2 separate regions of the Ovis aries genome follow, and region 2 is linked to region 1. Evidence: chromatin contacts called from public Hi-C data. All regions are on one chromosome and are shown on one strand. Each heading gives the region's core, a stretch centred on a gene start, on an enhancer-like site or on the middle of the called end of the contact. The rest is flanking DNA. Distances are from core to core; before and after follow the strand shown.

The links. A called contact is a pair of places that touch in the nucleus more often than the background predicts.
Region 2: a Hi-C map of liver shows a contact between it and region 1, with 1.7 times the contacts expected there. The contact joins the promoter of CRYZL1 here to the enhancer-like site in region 1.

Annotation. Positions count from the first base shown.
Region 1 is chr1:122,446,309-122,448,934 of ARS-UI_Ramb_v3.0, reverse strand. It overlaps ITSN1 (intersectin 1), which reads left to right. Exons shown (of 42, transcript XM_060416066.1): 12 at 1,362-1,425. Among named protein-coding and RNA genes, the nearest start is that of CRYZL1, 110 kb to the left of the region's middle. Within about 2 kb of position 1,329, at least 2 of the 54 cell types and tissues checked have an H3K27ac peak or open chromatin away from gene starts, as enhancers often do. A contact at or near this core is called in liver, where this site is marked.
Region 2 is chr1:122,553,586-122,556,211 of ARS-UI_Ramb_v3.0, reverse strand. It overlaps CRYZL1 (crystallin zeta like 1), which reads right to left and starts at 1,292. Exons shown (of 13, transcript XM_012186074.5): 1 at 748-1,292. ITSN1 (intersectin 1) reads left to right here. Exons shown (of 42, transcript XM_060416066.1): 1 at 1-172.

The sequences.
Region 1 (2,626 bases), core at 80-2,579:
TATAGTGGGCACAATGTTGTTACAAGTATGAATGAAAGCTTTCACTAAACTTATACTGATTCTACTTTAATATTGCCAGTATTCTAAATGCAGTGAAAGAGAGTTAGTCCCTTAGTCATATCTGACTCTTTGCAACCCCATGGACTGTAACCTGTCAGGCTCCTCTATCCATGGAATTCTGCAAGCAAGAATAATGGAGTAGGTAGCCATTCGCTTCTCCAGGGGATTTTCCCGACTCAGGAATCGAACCCCAGTCTCCTGCATTGCAGACACCATTTCAGCCACCAGAAAGTGAAAGAAAGTGAAGTCGCTCAGTCATGTCCGACTCTTTGCGACCCCGTGGACTGCAGCCTACCAGGCTTCTCTGTCCATGGGATTCTCTAGGCAAGAATACTGAAGTGGGTTACCATTTCCTTCTCCAGGGGATCTTCCCGACCCAGGGACCAGGGAAGCCCTCTAAATACAGTGTTAGAGACTAAATAAAATGATCGGTGAACTTTGCTCATTCCAGTATACCAAAGACCAAGCAAAATGTTACACATGGTAATCTTCCCAGCATAATTACTACCACTTTGCATTCCTTGATGTATTACCTGTCATCCTGGGCCCATCCCTTGGAAATCATTGAAGGACATGAGACATTTGTTGCTCTCTTCTTAACACTAGTTTATTTAAAGATTCAAAATCTTCCATTGTAGGCTTCCTGGTATCTAAAGCTAGTTTCTTGCCAGAAATGAAGATATATACACAAGTATTTTAAGAAATGACAGCTAATTTTGAGAGGAAAGTTGAAATTCCAGGAATTCTTCTTTATCACAAACCTAGGAAATGGCTGTGATATTGGCCATTTATGCAACCATGAGCAAATTTTTTTTTTAAGTCTGCATAATGAAATGGTAGAAGAGTTTTCTCTAAGGTCCCTTCCTCTTTTGAGATTCTCTGACTCTTGTCTAAATATGAGAGTCATCATGATGGAGGTGGCAGGGGGTGGCAGATGATATTGCATTTAGAGAGGACACATTTCAGCTTTGTGAATAAAAACCTGATACAGATAGAGATGGTCACCTGGGCCAAAGGGCAGGTTATATATTGAAACTCTAATTTTTTACATACTCATTCCTCATTAAACATCTATTTAACAAAAATTTATTGGCTGTGTGCCAGGTGCTATGCTTTGCGTTTTTTCCTTTTTTCACTGGGACTTAATTTCCTTATTGAAAAGCCCATTGGGTAATAGCAAATATTGTTTAAAGCACTGTGATTGCATGAGATTGGATAGTACCTGTGTGCAGAACATTGATCTTCCTAGACAGTGAAGATTTGCTGATTCATCTTTATTTTTTACCCTGGCTTTCATTTAGGTCCCCAAGCAAGAACTATTCTTATGCAATCAAGTTTACCACAAGCTCAGCTGGCTTCAATATGGTAAGGAATAAAAAGTTCCTTGGTTTATATAAAGTGGAAATTTTATTTCTTAAATAGATAGGGCCTCATGAGTCTTTAGATTGACACCGTTATTTATAAGAGGTGATATATGGAGTATGCTTAATTTTTCAGTGAGTTTTAACTCACAGTGATTCAGTAGCTAAAATGATTTAAAGTTGTCCCTTTTACTTCCCCCTTTTGGTTTTTAAAAATACAGAAGCAGAGAGATTACTATAGTGAATTCTCAAGAACTCATAACACATCCTAAATAAATGCCCCTCATGGCTAGTCCTGCCTGTCCCCTCCCCCTTTCACTTATTTTAAGCCAAATCTCAGTCATTATATCATTTCCATCTGCAAATATTTCAGCCTGTATCTTCAGAAGACATAGGAATTTTTTTTCTACATGACCATAATACTGAAAGTCCATTTAAAACTGTTAATAGGAATTCTTATCATTAAGTTAATCAGATGGTGTTTAAATCCTTAGATTGTCTCACAATTTTTTATAGTTGATTTGTTCAAGTCAGGACTAAAATAAATCTATATTTTGTAACAGATGATTGATACACCTTTTAAGTCTCCTTTAACCTATAAATTTCCCCTGGTCTTATTCTCCCCTTTCCCTTGCCCACCCCCACCAAAAAAACCCCCAGATCATTTGTCCTATGCTTTCTTGCAGCCCACCTTTAGCTGATTACACCCTTGTGGTGTTAATTTATTCTTGTATCTCCTTTAGATTGGAAATTAGATCTAAGGTAGAGTTTCTCCACCTCAGTGCTGTTGACATTTTTGGCATGATAACTCTTTGCTGGTTAAGTAGTGTCTCTGGCCTCTTCCAACTCCAGTAGTATGATCCCCACCCCCTACATGTGACAATCACAAATGTCTCCAGACACTGACAGATGTTCTTTGCAGTACCAAATCAATCCGTGTTTGAGAACTGCTGATTCAGATCTGAGGAGAACCACTTGTCAGATTCAAATTTGATTTTTTTTTTTTTTTTGCAAAGTGCATCAGAGATGATACTGAGTACTTTTATCATGAGGCACACAATTGTTTCTCTATTTTGTCATTAATTTTTTGTTTTTTCGGCTGCACCGCATGGCTTACGAGAGCTTAGCTCTCCAACAAGGGATCAAACCTGTACCCTCTACAACGGAAAAGCAGAGTCCTATCCACTGGATCACCAGGGGGTTCT
Region 2 (2,626 bases), core at 43-2,542, 110 kb before region 1:
GTACGGCGGCTCGCGAGGGAGAATCCCGGGCGGACTCCCGGACGCCCCGAGAGGCGGGCGGGGATGGTGTGCGGGGCTGCGGCTCCTGCGTCCCCTTTCCGCGGCGACTGAGCTGCACTGATTTTTTTTTTTGTCCCCCTGAGGCGGCAGCGTGGACCCGCCTGGAGATGAGGTGAGGAGAGGGCTGGACCGCGTCGGCCTGCCTTGCACCCGGCAGGCGGCCGGGGCGAGGGTGGGCGCGATGGCCGCCCGGGACGCCAGTCCACCCCCCAGCCCCGACCCCGGGGCCGGTGTGCGCGTCCCTCCCGGCGCCCTTCACCCTGAGCCGCACGCCCGGGAGGCGCCCTGTGACTCGTCCTTCCCATCCTCCCGAGCCGCCGGGGGTGGCTGGGTGGGTGGTGGTGGTGGCGGCCGGCTGGCACGCGCCGGGAGGCCGGGGCTCCGCGGCGGACCGAGGCTGGGGGGTGGGCGGCGGCCGCGGGACGGGCTTCTGGGGGTTGAATGGGCATCGGTCGCCGTGGCCCGCCGAGCTGGGGGGAGGTCCCGTCCTTTCTCCAGGGGCACGCGGGGCAGTGGGGTCCCTTGCAGGGCTGACCTCGCTGCCCGCGGTCGCCCGAGTGGGGCGGGCCGGCCGAGCCTCGCCTCCCCGCCAGCCTGCCGGGGATCCGGAATGCCCGGCCTCTCCTCCCCGGCTCATCCCTTCTCTCTCCTCCGCCCGCAAAAAAAAAAAAACAAAAAACAACCTACCCTGTCAGTGAAGGGCAGTCAATGCCGTTTTGGCCCCGCGTCCTCCAGCTGGGACTGACTTGACTCCGGTGGTATTTCACAGAAAGCGGCTCATCCTTTCAAGGGGGGAGCGCGTTCCCGGTGTCGGCCGCTTCCTTTTCCCCTTCTTTACGCACTGACACGGTTTTACAGTGTGGACCGAAGCCACAGTTACCAGGCTCTGTCTGGCTTGACCGAGGAAAATGCAGTCAGAATCCCCAGGAAAAGGTAACCGACGAGGAATGGGGTTGCGCCTTTCCCTCTTCTTGTTTGCCTTTTGGATTAGGAAGCACCTTCGTAGATTACATTTCCTATGGGCATCTTTTGTTGTGATTCATACTAAAGGCTTTGTTTTTGAAGAAAACCATTAGGGGCGTCTGTGTTGAGTTGAAGGCTCTGGAGATTTTTTGATAGCCTCTGAAAATGAAAGTTTCCTTTAGAACTTTGCCATCCTCGGTGCTATTCTGGAGGCAGCACCAGCCTGAAAATTTAAACAGATGCGACTCCGAATAGTTGCGTTTCTTTGTGCTTTATCTGCTGGCATCCTGCTCTTAATGTTTACGTGGTCGGGACGTCCAAATAAAACAAGTGCAATAAAAAGTATAGATAATAAAAAACAAGTACCGTGCCAAAAATGCGTCTGGAAAATCTCAATTCTGTCATCGGGGAAACAGTTTTTACTAATCCCTTTGAAAGGATGAAGACCAGGCTCAGAGTTTATGTAGTGGACAGGATCTGAGGGTATGAAATGGGACCATGGAGCCAGCAGGCCGGCTGGTATATGTAGTGCTACTCTTACTGTCTGAAATAGGAGTATATTTGTTGGGATACCCTTATTTTTTATATGACTTAAGGTGCAGAAGCTTAGTACCCCCCCTAAAGTTATGATTTCTACTTATTATGGAGAACAAAATACTGTGTTTTGTTTCTAAATTTTTAATAGTTCACCTGAAACATGTTATTTTTGAGTTTGCTTATAACAAAAGAAGAAAAACATTTTTCAGTATTGAGTTCTTTCTGTAGGACAGTTGTAAAGAACCCCAAAACTTTAGGTAATCCAAATTCAGAAATGAAGGACACTAATTTAGTGATGGTCCAAAAGCTATTTAAGACTTCTATAAGTAGCTGCAGTAGGGTGAATTTCTGATAGAATTGTTTTTGAAGGCTATTTATTTAAGAATGTATCTATTGAAATTTCTGAGGCACATGGTACCTTCACAAAAGTCTATTATTATTCTGCCTGAGTAAGAGAGGAAATGAACACATTTTTGATGTACTTTGGAACCCTGTGGATTGTTCAGATACTAAGCATTGTGAAATAGGGCATAAAACAAGTGGTAGCAAGTTAGTTCCCTGAAATGTTTGTGTCTCTTAGCTTTTTTTTTTTTTGCAATTGACTAGCAATTTCCTTTTTCTTAATGCTTATCCCTATTATTGGAAATAAAACTCTGCTTAAATTCATGTTTTCTCCAAATTACTAGATTGAGGCAAACTCAAATCTCCATAAAGAGGGTTAAGGAGGAGGTGTGATTAAATCCCTCTACTCTTACTCAGCTTTTTAATGTGGATTTGTGAATTATAGGGAATTAATTACAGGTCGGTCGGGTTTATATTACTCAGTTCACATTCCACTGCCGTAGGGCTCTTCTCTTGTGAATGATCTTTCTCTTCTGAATAGTTCCACTTACTGGCAGGTTTCTCAACGTGTAGACCTCAGATCACTTACATCACCATAACCTGAAGTTCTTGGTAAAAATACAGACTCCTGGAATCTGATTTCCAACAAGCTCTCCAGGAAGTTTTCTTACACAGCAGCATTGGAGAACCACTGGCATCGTGGTTCCTTCTCACTGAGTGGCCC